Regions from separate parts of the Mus musculus genome. Here regions 2 and 3 are each linked to region 1. The links are chromatin contacts, called in public HiChIP or PLAC-seq and promoter capture Hi-C maps. All regions are on one chromosome and are shown on one strand. The core of a region is the stretch at or near the end of the contact, and the rest is flanking DNA. Distances in the headings are between cores, read along the strand shown. Region 1 has its middle 30 kb from the start of Gm31616. Region 2 overlaps Fyn (Fyn proto-oncogene). Region 3 overlaps Fyn (Fyn proto-oncogene).

What was found. HiChIP or PLAC-seq counts read pairs in DNA pulled down with a chosen protein or histone mark. Capture Hi-C pulls out chosen DNA fragments and counts their contacts.
Region 2: a CTCF HiChIP or PLAC-seq map of CD8 T cells shows a contact between it and region 1, with 5 read pairs. The contact joins two enhancer-like sites. A contact is called at or near these places in 1 of 15 datasets of contacts at CTCF or cohesin (CD8 T cells) and 1 of 115 datasets of contacts at active chromatin or transcription factors (effector CD8 T cells).
Region 3: a contact with region 1 is called in a promoter capture Hi-C map of adipose tissue, with 2.4 times the contacts expected there. The contact joins two enhancer-like sites. A contact is called at or near these places in 2 of 15 datasets of contacts at CTCF or cohesin (large pre-B cells and pro-B cells), 4 of 484 Hi-C or Micro-C datasets (CD4 T cells, bone marrow-derived macrophages and double positive thymocytes), 2 of 115 datasets of contacts at active chromatin or transcription factors (bone marrow-derived dendritic cells and effector CD8 T cells) and 4 of 9 other capture datasets (adipose tissue, embryonic stem cells, liver and 1 more).

What each region holds. Positions count from the first base shown.
Region 1 is chr10:39,337,497-39,342,199 of GRCm38.p6, forward strand. No RefSeq gene overlaps it. Among named protein-coding and RNA genes, the nearest start is that of Gm31616, 30 kb to the right of the region's middle. Within about 2 kb of position 2,510, at least 39 of the 459 cell types and tissues checked have an H3K27ac peak or open chromatin away from gene starts, as enhancers often do. A contact at or near this core is called in CD8 T cells, where this site is marked.
Region 2 is chr10:39,481,862-39,486,292 of GRCm38.p6, forward strand. All of the region lies in intron 3 of Fyn (Fyn proto-oncogene), which reads left to right. Among named protein-coding and RNA genes, the nearest start is that of Gm40627, 110 kb to the right of the region's middle. Within about 2 kb of position 2,915, at least 50 of the 459 cell types and tissues checked have an H3K27ac peak or open chromatin away from gene starts, as enhancers often do. A contact at or near this core is called in CD8 T cells, where this site is marked.
Region 3 is chr10:39,519,219-39,523,958 of GRCm38.p6, forward strand. Fyn (Fyn proto-oncogene) reads left to right here. Exons shown (of 14, transcript NM_001122893.1): 6 at 3,536-3,634. Among named protein-coding and RNA genes, the nearest start is that of Gm40627, 69 kb to the right of the region's middle. Within about 2 kb of position 2,788, at least 32 of the 459 cell types and tissues checked have an H3K27ac peak or open chromatin away from gene starts, as enhancers often do.

The sequences.
Region 1 (4,703 bases), core at 1,260-3,759:
AAATCTATTTATAAAAGAATGCTTTAACAACAATAATAATAACAACAACAACAAAACTCCGGAATGTCTTAAATGTCCAAACCATGGGATTAACTTGCTTCAGGATTCAGTAGACTACATAACCTATGCAATTAAATTAAGTGAGTTCACTAAAGATGGTATTTACACCTTTAAATCCAGCACTCAGAAGGCAGAGGCAGGATCTCTGTGAGTTCGAGGCCAGCCAAACAAGTTCCAGTCTACAAAACAAGTTCCAGTACAGCCAAGGCGAATACACAGAGAACCTCTATCTCAAAACAAACAAACAAAAAAACAAAACAAAACAAAACAAAAAAGACAAAACAGCCAAACACACAAATAGATATTTAAAAGACATTTAAATGAACCAGAAATTTAGACACAACATTGTAAATGAGAACACAGGTCACAAAAAAGTACAGATAATATAGATACAAAGGACAGTGACTGAACCATTCTATTGAATCTTGTGATTGGACAGAACTTCTGGGGATCCAGCCATCATGTCTGCTCTCCAGGGAGATGGAACAGGAAGGAGGAAACCTACTCAGGATGTCTGCTTGCATACTTGTATCCAGAATGTTGCAATATAATGCACAAACACACAAAAGACGCTCAAAAACAGCATCTTTTTAGCTGAGCTGGTGAAAATATAGCAGGAGGCAGATTTCTCTCTCTGCTAGTGCTTCTCCCTGTGAGTTTGCTAGGAGCTCAAGCGAACACTTCCCTGAAGGGAAAAGTCTGCCAGAGTGATTGCTCATTCTGATCATGCAGAGGGGGAAATTACAGAGCTGGGGATAGAGCTTATTTTTAAATTCTGTCTACTGGAATGTTGCCATTAGAATATATTTGATCAACATTACAATTAAAATATAAGTAAATAACAAGACAATTATATATATTTAAATCTAAGCCACTCCCATTTCCATAAATATCCAGTGCAAGCCCTTATTGTTCTTTATGAGGTTCTGTTCTTAAGATATCTGGAAGCTGACCTGCAACCTGAGCAGAGATTCAGCTGGTTAAGTGCTGTCCTGAAGGAATGGAGACCTGAGTATGAATCTCCATGGCCCACATAAAAAGGGGAGTGCACACAAGAGTGGGGCTTTCTGGTCAGCTGGTCTACCACTTCACTGAGCTCCTTGTTCAGTGAGAGATACTATCTCAAAAATAAGGTGGACAGTGACAGAGAAACACAACTAACTCTGCATCTGGCATCTGTATGCTCACCTACACAAACATGGGTACTCATATAAGGCACATAATATATAGACAGAATTGTGAACACTGTGTGATGCTCTGTTGTCTATTTTTTTTTTTTTGCTATTTAAAATATACTTCCTTATATGTCCATATGATTCTCATATCTACCATTTTTAATGCTGAAATGGTGAACCAAACTAACAATTATGTCCATATTACCAATTATGGGATTTTTACATAATACTGGGCCCATTGCTGTTTGCTGCTATTGTCAAAACATATGGACTAGCTACAAACACCTTTGTGCAAAGAAGCATTTCCTCCAACTAATTCCGTGGAAATTTTCAAGCAAGGGATTATTAGGACCATGAAAGTGATCAATTTGATGGCTCTTATGTGACCTACATTCTTTCCAGAAAGTTCTCTAATATTGAAAACACCTATATTATTCAGTGTCTTAGGGCTTTTATTTCTGTGAAGAGATACCATGACCATAACAACTTTTACAAAGAAAACATTTACTTGGGGCTGGCTTACAGTTTCAGAGGTTTAGTCCATTATCATCATGGCAGGAAACATGGCACTGTGCAGGCAGATATGGTGCTGGAGAAGCAGCTGAGAGTTCTATAGTCAAATCAGCAGGCAGCAGGAAGTGAACTGAGACACACTGAATCCTCAGAGCCCACCCCTAGTACTACACTCCTCCAACAAGGCTACACTGCCTGATCAAGCATTGACCAAGCATTCAAACACACGAGCCTCTGGGGAGGGGGGGCATTCCTGCTCAAACCACCACATTTGTAAAATTGTCTTAACATAACTCCATCAAAACTAAATTCCTAACAATACTGGCTTCTAATTGACTGGAAATATGATGAGAGCAAAAAATAATCAGACACTGAATACCTTTATTTGTGCAAGCTGACCATTATCAATATTTATTTACTCTGTACTTTAAAACTCTCTCTGATATTATCTCTGCCTTATAGGTTTTCAGTAGTCCCTATCACTTCCTGACTCCGGAAGTTGTAGCTTATCACATAAGCTGTGAACTATTTCCTTCCTGTTCCCTTTCTTTTCTGTTTTTATTTTATTTTTTCCTTCCTCTCTTTTCTAGAGGCAGGCCAAGTGTAAGAGGCCCCAGACCTTAGCACAGCTGACACCATGACAGAGGCACCATTCAGGCCTTGGAGCCCAGCATGAAGACAGCAACAGCTGCCAGAATAGCAAAGACCTAATCCAACCAAGCTCTTACTTCTGGGAAGGTCTCTAAATGTACTAACCTTGCTTTCTGGTTTCTGTAGTTCTGCTTCTGGCTAACCCTTCTTGCTAACCGAGGCATGTTAACTGAGGATGTGGTTTTATGCTTAGAAGCTTACCTTGAGAAAGGCTGGGGACTTCACTGGGTCCCAAATACCCAGTGTAGTCACCGCTAGGCTAATAATGACTTTCTATTGGCTTGAGCCATTGTCTGAGTAGTCACACCACCAGTGACATCAAAAAGATTTAAAAAACTATTTGTCAGGACACATGAAGATGTATATGCTTCTGCCCAGCTAGGAATACCTGTGTGCTAGGACCCACACCTTAACATGTGCTTTAGGTTAGAAGAAGCAGGTGCAGATGCCCACAGAAATGGCATGACTTAAAATCCAGGGCTGACAAAGTAGACCCTTGAGACGAAAGGCAAGGAGAATAAGAAAGGGGTATTTCCGGGCAAGAAGCCATCCTTGGGCCTGGATAGTGTCTCCAGGTAAGCATCTTTCAGACCACACAGGTGAGCCAGTTTTTCATCAAAGCATTCCTGGAAAGGCATTTAAACATGAATGTCTGAAAAGCACATATGAAGACACAAATTATGGCTTGGCGAGAGGTTGGCTCCTACCCAAAGAGGGGGAAAAAGAATAAAGCCCCACCCTAATTAACTGCTCCTTAGCCATCGCCTTTTGAGCAGTTGTTCGTTTCCCTTGTTTCCTGAATCATTTATAATGGCCCAGCAGAGGGTCATGAAGGGTTCAGTCTTTAAGCTTGGACTCTAGAATAGACACAGAAGTTGTCTGGGCCAGAGGTGATATTTCTTTTAGCAGGGGAGGAAAACAAACAAACAAATCAAAGCTAAGATCTGGAAAACATGCAAATAACCATGATAATTACCAACAGTGTGTACAATAAAGGACACAGGCCCGTGTAGGAAGAAGGAACTTGAAGGTGGAGCTAGTTAACATAAGATAACCTTTTGGATTTGGGTTGAGACAAAGATCAGGGAAGAAGAGGCCAGGAAGAGGGAGCAAATCCTAGGCTCCCTGGGACAAGAAAGAAGTCTTCAAGAAACCCAATGACAAGAAGAAAGTGAGCTCAGAGACGCAGGCAGGGGCATGTCAAGTGGATGCTTTCAGATTCTCCAAGAAGCTGGAAGTTAGACATGATGGAAATATGATTGAGTATAACAGGATTTCAAACACTACTCAGCAGGGCATGGTGGCACATGCCTTTAATCCCACTACCCTACATAAAGAGGCAGGCAGATCTCTGTGATTTGGAAGCCAGCCTGGTCTACATAGTGAGTTCCAGGCCAGCTAGAGTTACCTAGTGAGGCCCTGTCTCAACAAACAAACAAATTAAACAAAACAAAAATAAATAAACAACGCACTGCTTTATTATTTATAAACAACTTCCTGTTTGGATCTGTTGTGTTCCACACTAGACTCAGTGTATCAAGTTTCGTTGTGCACTGGCCTTAAATATGTACTTCATATCAACAACTCTATTTTCCACAAATTATTTATCCTACACTGTTACCAAATAAAGTAACATGTATTCTTCCCAGTTGTGCTGTTGTGAGTTACAGCTATTGTGTTTTGCTGGCAAGGTTTTGTGCTTCTGGGGTTGTAACATGTCTTGCACATGCTAGACAGGCACTGAGTTCTATTCCCAGGCCTACCTGTTTATCCACCGACAGCTTCCATCTAGTTTACATTTAGGGCATATTAAACCCATATATTTCTTTTGCAGACAAGTCCAGTGTTTTGGTATCACCTTATCTTCCCTCTATGTGTGCCAAGATAGTCATTATCTTGATATGATCTCCTATTCATAACATTTGCAGTTACCAGGAAAAACAGCTCTAAGCCTGTAGTGACCCATGGTCCGCCAGTGGACTGTTTCTCTCAATAATTCATTTATTCATCTATCAACTCATTTGCTCAACTCTTACCTCATCATAACATGTTAGTAATCTGTTGTGAGGCAGGCCCTCCATCATCTTTGGGGATGCAAAGATGAATCAGACAGTGTCTGCCTTCAAGGAGTTTGTCACATCCTGGTAGGGGAGGGAGACACTGAATAACCAATAACGATGCCATGTGACATATCCGTAATTATAACAGCAGATGCAAGGATGCCTAATGTCGAAGCAGGTCATTACATTGGTTGTTACAGACCCCACAAAGCCCTTGATCTACACACACACACACACACACACA
Region 2 (4,431 bases), core at 1,665-4,164, 140 kb after region 1:
TTCCGAATTCCCCAGAAATTACAGAATGGGTAGAAGCATGTGCTGTTTTGTTTCAGCAGTTGAGTCAAAATGCCAGCTTGACTTTAAAGTTAACAATAGCACGAACTGGCATGATATCTATGTGGACCACAGGAAAAGGAAAGACCCAAGAGAAGAGAGCAGAGCACCCTCACCCTGTGTCTCCTCAGCAGCTGCGACTGTGTTATCTCCAGTGCAGGCAAAGCTGAGCAGGACCCAGCGTGCTTCTCAAGCTCCAGGGAGCCTTAGGAAGAACACAGAGCCATGCAGAGAGAGGCAGAGGCATCGTCACTGGGATGTGGGGACCAGCACCAGAGTACACTCCTGCCTGGTCAGAAGCTAAAGGTGTCAGATGCAGGATGCACAAGAAGGTCCTACAGACGTGGAGACAGGAATTAGGAGACACCCCACACACACACTCCTACCCCTGGGTTGGTGTTTGGAATTTGTAGAGATCTTCATGATAAAGCAAGAGATTTCTTTTCATTTTATGGTTCACTTAGGACATTACCTATAATCCACATGTGTTTCCATGTGTAGATTTGAATATGTGTTTTTCTAAAATATAGGGGCTTGAATTCTACCTATCTGAGATTAGGCTAAAACCTTTACCTTAAGCACTGTTTATTATAATTTTTTGTTTGTTTTGTTTTTTGGGGGGTTTTTTGGGGGGGGTTGAAACAGGGTTTCTTGTATAGCCCTGATTGTCCTGGAACTCACTCTGTAGACCAGGCTGGCCTCGAACTCAGAAATCCCCCTGCCTCTGCCTCCCAAGTGCATTAAAGGCATGCGCCACCATGCCCAGCAGACCTTAAGCACTATTTAAGTTATCTACATTTGCTTTTTTTTTTTTTAACCTTTTCCAGAAAAAAAAAGTCAAGAGACTAGAATCATGAACAACAAAAACATTTATGTAATTTGCCCCAGAAATATGGAATGATTTCTCACAGATAATGAAATGCTTTTGAAAATGAAGAGAAGCAGGAAGAAGCCCAGTCTAAATAAAGCACTTTATTCTCCATCTCAGGGAGAGGAGTTTGCCATTACCTTTGATCATGGCTTTGGTCATTAAAGAACTCTCGAGCTCTTCCATGCTGCTGCAATCTAAGCACCTAAGACTTGAGTCCATAGAGCCACACTCTCTCCCTTGCTTTAGGGGAGCCCTGTGTGTATACCATGAGCATGATTATTATTGTCGCTTGCAGTTGTTGCTCCAGAAAGCCTTAAAGGCATGTCACTCTAGAGAGAGAGAGAAGCTGGCAACATTTGGCTGCATGACTTTGAGGTGTGTGTATGTGGGATGTTTAATTCCTGTTCACCTAGGAGTTACTAGCTTTTAGGAATCGCCAGAGACTGAAAATACTATCATCACGAGAAGAAACTCTCAACCGTATTTGGATCAACTGTTGCACAGGTTAAAGTCTGGAGATGGCAAGTGGCCTAGCTAAGGTCACCCACTCTCTGGCCAGCGCAGAACCATATGTGGGTTTGTCTGCTCTGGAGTTGTGTTCCTCTCCTGGGGAACATCTCACTGTGGATGGCTCACAAACCTGCAACTTAGGCTGATGTCGTCTGTCATGGAGTCTCTATACCAGTTGCTGTCCCAGGGACAAGATGCAAACTAAAGCACTGGTAGACTCACGATTTCTTACTGCTGTGGTAAATACCTGACAAAGAGGTCACTGAAGGAAGGCTTCTCCTGGCTCACAGTTTGATGAGACACAGTCCTTCATGGGGGGAGGGGCAGTTGACATTGCATGATGGCTGGCGCATTCAACAGCTACTTAGATTATTTTTGTTATTTATTATTATTGTTGTTGTTTACAGTTAGGAAGCAGAGTGCTCATATCCAGCCTACTTCCTCCTTCTCTTAGGGACCTCAGCCCATGGGGAGGATGCCACTCACCCACCCACATTCAGACTGTGTCTTCCTTCTTCATTTAAGCCCTTCAGGAAGGGCTTTCATTAAACACTGAAAAGTGTGTTTTCAAGGTGATTTTTAAATATTGTCAAATTGACAATGAAGATTAATCTTTGAAACAGGTGAGGGGGTAGTTTTAAATTTCCTACTGGCTACATTGGAAAAGCAAAAAGAAATACAACGGTAATGTTGGTATAAGTTTTATTTAAGTCTGCACATTTAAAACATCATTTTTATAAATAATGACATTTTAAATTTTATTGTTATTTTTATATCCCTTGTCCATGTTAAGTTTTTACAGTTCGCTCATGTACTTCACAGTTATATTTCAGGTTGTACCAGCCATGTTTGGTTAATGCCAATTTAGTATATTAGACAGTGCAGCTCTGTATAGCCGATCAAACCCAAACTGTCTACCCAGACAAAGGCCCTTATCCTTTGAAATATAAATGTCTCTCAATGCCAGCTCATGTTCCTTTGGATTTTTATTCTTAATATGCCACAGTTGTCTCCTGGAAGCCAAGCTGGGGAAGCCAAATGAGAGCAATATGAAGTGAGAACAGTTCGTGGAAACCCAGCCCTCTCCTGCTTAGAAGGGGAAATATCTGATATATGAGTCCATGAAATAACCCCATGAAATTCTGCATTTCCTTAATGTCACACGTCCCCTTAGCAGCTGCAGCTGCTTCCTGTGAAGTGTTCAAATGGCTTTCATTTACGAGATGCCTTGCACGAAGCTGCCTATCAGAGTGATTATACATTCCAGAGCCTCCTCCTGTCAGTCTAATTAGCAATCTTCTGAGAAATAATTGTTCAGCTTTAACTTAGCTCTCCACAGTGGCATCTCTCACTTTGACCTAATTACCAAATGTAATGTTAAAATGTATAAGGAGAGAGATCAAAGAGGGAAGCCGTTGGTGTTCTGTTTGTTCATGCTTGGTCTTCGCCTCTCCCTGCCGGCCACCTCCTTCATGGCACTGCAGAAAGGCTGTGTGGAGGACGGTAATGAAAGGGGACGCCCAGGCTGTTCATTCTGCTCATCTTTGAGAGCTGAGAAGGAAACTTTTAAAAGCACAGTATCAGGCCTATAAGTGATGCTCAGCAAATATTAAGCTGCTTTGGAACACTAGAGAGCTAACAGTGCATCTAGTCTCAGAAGCAGAAAGGATGCCTCAGGACTTCTTACGGGACGCTAGCCACATGGTTCTCAGAATCCAGTTGGGCTCAGCTCAGCACTCTGTGATGTGTGTCTTCAGCACGGGAGTGTGAAACACCATCATTCCCCAAGAGTGGTGGGCGTGTTGGAGTTAACATGACTGCTCAGTTTACAGCACAAGCAGTGGGTAGTGTGAGAGGGAAGAGCCAACCGACCCAAATAATGTACTCCAAATCAGCAGGACACCAGTATCCAGCTTTTGTGTAAAATCCTGGCAGCAGGGCAGACAGTGAGCTGCTGGGTGTCAGTGCGAGTGTTTTAAACAGAGTAAAGTATCTCTAGGTTAATTAAGACTGAGCATCAGCTGCCACCTCTCTCTGACTTTGCCCCCTGACTGTGCTGTTCTGTGAGCCCTTTTTGGCTGGAGCTCCTGGGTGTTCGTAAGGCTTCAGTGTCTTGTCTCTTGGTTGAACATACATGAAGTAATCAAACGGTTACTGGCATGAGTGTGGTGGTTCTCTGAAAGGAAACCTACAAATTCTTCAGTGCCTTTTAATCATCTCCTTTCTTGGCTGGACAGTCTTAGCCTACCTCCCATGGAGTCACTCAGATAAGGGAGCGCATCTCGAGCCTGCACAAGCCTCTGTAGGCACAGTTCTAAACTTCTAGTTTATGCATATGAGTGTTCTGCCTGCAGTGTGTCTGTGTACCATGTTCATGCCTGGTGCCTGCAGAGGCCAGGAGACAGTACACGATGCCCTGAAACTGGAGTTAAAGATGGTTGTAACCCACCTTGTGGGTACTGGGAACGAAACCTGGTCTCCAAAAGAGCAACAAATACTCTTAATCTCAAGCCATCTTCCCAAACTCACATTTTAAATTCGTTACACAAGTATTTTAGTTAACTAAATGATCTGTGTGACCCCCCAACTACACAAGTAAGTTGACATCTTTCTCTTAAGACCCATTTTCCATCTGTTTATGTGATCCAGACTTAGAGCACTAAGACAAAGGGAGCGTGTGCCCTAATTTACTGAAGTTTAGCCTCAGTTGCCTTTAGAGGATTCTGAGGGCACCGGTTAACGTGGAGGACAGCCAATGGTTTCGTTGGGACTCATACATACCATTGTCTTTTCTGTTGTGTCTTTTGCTCTGCTGTGAGTTAGTGGTTATTACATGATTGACAGAAATTTGGTGGGGGAGGGGAAAGAAAGCCTGCCAAAAAATAGTAGATCATTTTTTAAGCAACAAACTGCTGACATGAATAAATCAATGGAAATTACCACAGTACTCAGGAATAATAAACTATCTCAGGAATGTCCTGAATAAAGTAAAT
Region 3 (4,740 bases), core at 1,538-4,037, 180 kb after region 1:
AAAACTTAGAAGCCATTCTCAACCAGTGTCGGATTAAATCACGGGTTTGGGTCAGACAATAAGACAGTATCTTACCAGGTACGAGTGAATTAAAAAGCTGAACTGTAAGAACAGTTTAAAGAACTGCAGCTTTATAGGCTGGAGAGACAGCTCAGCAGCTCAGGCCAGGGAACCTACTACAGTTCCCAGCAGCTCAGGCCTGGGAATCTAGTCCAGACCCCAGCAGTCAGTCCTAGGAACCTTGTCTAGTCCGCAGAAAGCTGAGTGTGGCAGGCAGCACTACTTGTAACCCATTCCTGGGAAAGCAGACAGACAGGAGGAGTCACTGCTCACCCAGTCTCGCTAAATGAGCTAGCTGCAGGTTCAGTGAGAGTGAGAGTCCCTTTCTCAAAAACAAAGAAGAGAATAACTGAGAAAGATGCCCATGTAGTCCTCTGGCCTCTGTAGACATGCAAACACACTGGCAAGAATACCTGAACAGCATGCATCACACACACACACACACACACACACACACACACACACACACACACACACACACACACACACACAGGCACAGATTTTCAAATGCTGATTAACTACAGTAGCTCAAGTCAAGAATAAGGGTCCTGGGCTGGAGAGACGGCTCAACCGTTAAAGGCTAGGCTCACAACCAAAAATATAAGTGTAAGGGTCCTGTTAGAGATCCCGCTCCAAACCAACACTGTGTGCAGGACTGTGGAGGTGAATGGGTGCTGCCAGTGAATTAAATAGTTTTTGCTTGTTTATTTACCTAACAGCTTGTAGTAGATATTTTGAGTCTAGGACCAGTGAGAATAGAGTGTGAGAAAAATGCCACAAGATGTGACATTTGCCTTATAATGTGTGACTGTTTGTCATTTGTGTGTCACTCTTGTGAGGGGGAAAAATGGCCCAGAAACGTTAAGTCCAGAGTGGTGCTATCTTTCTTCTGAACAACTGTTACATTCTAATGTGTGTAAACTTATTTAGATGGCTACACCAAAACAAGACAGCTGATACTAACTTAAATTGGAAATTGCCTCATTAGTGAGTCAATTCATGATTACTCAGTCACCTGAGTAAGACTGGGCTTGTCCCCGATTGCAGCAAGATCCCCCAACATCCTGACATCACCTGAAATTGGTGCTCGCTCTTTTTCACTTTGATTTAACTAGAAGTAACTTGATGAAGGTTAGCATGCGTTAGGAGACAAGCCTGGGCTGCCAGCTCTTCATTCTTCTTCACTGTCTGGAGCGGTTCCCAGGCTGGGAGCAGTGAAGGTTGGTTGCTGTGAAGAGCCAGTGGGTGATCTTTATGTTTTTCAATGATGAAATGTCTCCATCTAGTGGAATTTCAGAGCAGTAAACACTCACTATTAAAATGAAGGTAAAGCCTTTTTCTTAAACACATGGTGGTCAGTATAACTTCCAATATGCATTTAGATGCTAGACTTACAACTACATATATTTCTGTGGGGCTAGAAATGGGAACAGTGCTGACTTAAAATGTTAACTTGGTTTTCTCCTTGGGGGTGGGGATGGGCTCCTGGCCTTGTGTGCACTAGGCAGGCACGCGGCCACAAAGCATCTACGTCATGAGATGTACAAGGCAGAGGCACACATGCACACATGCACGAATGGTAGCTAAGAGAGATGTTCACTTGACAAAGGACATGGCTCTCCTTGGGGGAGTTTTGTCTATGTAAATTCTTTGATGTGTATAAATATTTCAAATAAGAATATGGACACAATGTGATTATAATTAAACAGTTTTCTGGGTAAGAGAACTACAGTATCACTCTCATGGTTGATCTGTTAGTTTAATAAGGTTAAAAAGGAAAGATGCTAGGAGTTTCTTTGTTTGTTTGTTGTCTCACTATGTAGCCCTGACTGTCCTGGATCCCACTTTGTAGACCAGGCTGGCTTTGAACTCATTGAGATTCACCTGGCTCTATTTCCAAGTGCTTGGACTAAATGTGTGCTCTAACACCCCTAACCAAGAAATAGGTTTTATAATCCCTCAAAATTAGAGAGATAGCTCAGGAGTTAAGAGTGTGCTGCCAGCACCCACATCAATAAGCTCATAACCATCTGTAGCTCCAGCAGGATAGAGGTCTCTGGTATCCAAGGGCACCTCCACTCCTCTGCACATTACTGCATAGAGAGGCACACATGCCTACACATAATTTTTTAATATAATTTTTTAAAACTTATATTAGCACTTTGGGTGTGTGTGTGTGTATGTGTGTGTTTTCTACTGTTATTTATCTCATAGCCACACCCACTTGGATGAGTTCCCATTTTATTCTTTTATTCTGTGACTTTCTAAAGCCCCACCAGATGTCACTGGTCCTTGGTACCCCTGCTCAGAAGTTTTTTCTGTAGGGAACCTGAAGGAGGGAGGACTCTGGCTTAACAGGAGGCCAGGGTGTCTACCTAATGTTGACCTGGGGAAGGTCTTCCCAGCCCAAAATCAGTACGTTTTCTTCCCTGACTGAGCATCAACAGAGCCCAGCCAAAGACAATTTTAAAAAAAAGAAAAAGAAAAGAAAGGCCTGAGGTTTCTCTTGTTACCTTCACAGACTAAAAAAAGAAGAAAAGGAGGTGATGTGTCTGTAATGGTCAGAGGCTGAGGCGCCTAATATGGTGACCGGCAGGCCTGTTTCCCTGGCCCTCATAGATAGAGAGGCTTTCATTTGGTGCAAGTCACAGCTAAACTCCACGCACATGATCATTGGCCCACCCACTGTTAATGGGAGGAAGCTCACATGCCATAAACCTTCATGAATCCAAGCGTATGGATAATAGTTCTATATATAGTGACTGTAAACTGAGAGTCGGAAGTGCCCTTCCTGATTCACACTCTGAGAATTTTGCTGCAGTGGCTCAGAGATCTCTTCTGCCCTCCAGCTACACAACTGCCTGGCCTCCATCTGAATCTGGGGGTGGGGGTGGGGGGAGCTATGAATGTTTAATAGAGTAACATCCTGTTGAGAGTGTCTGAGGAAATCCTGTTATGTGGTGTTCTTATACTACCTGCAGAAGGTCATGTCTTCTTCCTACTTCGTCAAGAGCAAGCTTGATAGGTCCACTAAGCATACATCCAACCCTCACTGGGCCTCCTACTGCTTCTCCAAAGTAAACTGAGGCTGGTGTGTGTACTCCACACACACACACACACACACACACACACACACACCCCTCATTCAAGATTGCCTCCTACCCAGAAAGATGCTCCTCCCCGAGCCCTAAGTGGGAAAGTTTCCGTTTCAGGATCTCCTGATGATGCCCTTGAACTCCTCAACCTCCTACTGGGATTTCCACCCTTAGCTTATGTGGGGCCGGGTATTGAACCTAGAGCCTCGTGCACGTAAGAAAAGCACTCTGACTTCAGCGCGTGGTGCTTTGGATTTCTTAGGGCCCGTGTTGAAAGTTTGCAGAAGGGGGCACAAGGCTACAGAAAAGGCATAGGGTCGGCCTGCAGAATTCCCAGCTGGATGGTGCGTTCAATTCATGTCCCTTCTTTTCCTTTGCAGGGAAGGAGACTGGTGGGAAGCCCGCTCCTTGACAACCGGGGAAACTGGTTACATTCCCAGCAATTACGTGGCTCCAGTTGACTCCATCCAGGCAGAAGAGTATGTTGTTGTTGTTGTTGTTGTCTGTCTAAATATCTGCTTTTAATTGTCACATAAAATGCCAGTGACACAGCACAGGAGCGAGAAGACCTTTCCCAGTGGTTAAGGGTTGAGAGGCTACAGTCCTGCTGTGCTGTCGAGTCTGCGCAGTACACTGTTATTCACTTCGTGGTTTCCTTTGAGCCCGTCCGTTTTCTGATTGAGAAGCTCTATGTGAGTACCCTAGATGAAAACCCAGTAACTTGCTCCAGATGAAAAACCAATGTGGGGAAACCACAGCTGCAGTGTGTGTTACTGAGAGCCCACCGTGCGCCTGCAGTCTGCTCCCTGAGCACTTGGGAGGCAGATAATTATGAGAGATTAAGCCCACACACACACACAGGAGTCCTCTGCTTGATAATCAGAAATACTGAGCCTTCTGAAAAGACATAGCTTTTTGTTCCCCAGGCAGAAGAGCAACTTGGAAACTACTGCAGTTGTGGGCTTCGAGGGATATTTTCCTTGGACTGAGGTCTCGGTTGGTGTTGTGGCTGGTCGACCTTGACCAGCAGTTATTTGGCCCCACCCTCCCACTGGAGGGAGGCAGTTTTGGAAAGTGGTAGGAGTCTGGGGCTCTCAAAGGATGGCTGACTGGTCATTGTTCATTCTCTTTCCAGAGAAACCTGTAGGAACTCTTAGGAAATGGGGAGGGAGGTTGATGTCCCAAGCTCAGGAACATGGATGGCCTCTACCCCACCTACAGGGACAGACCTCACCAGAAAGAGAAAGGAGTCACTGTCGGTTGCTCACGGCCTGCAGCCTGCTGTGGATTTGCGGAGGCACAGCACAGAGGAGTAGACCTTCACCCTAGCCTAATCCTCATGCGTCCATCATTCTTCTTTAAGTCTTTTGTACTCCTACACTTCGATCTGTTTCTGCTTCTCCAGCACTGTGTTTTGAGCTGTTTTACCCCCTTCGTTACTAGTGTGTTTCATTATCAGAAAATAGGAAATATGTGTATTTGTATTGAATTTTTAGGACAGATTGGTAAATATCTCCTGTGTCTTTTCGGAATTTAAAACTTAACTACAAAGTAACATTCCTTTGATTTAACTGAGAATCCACTT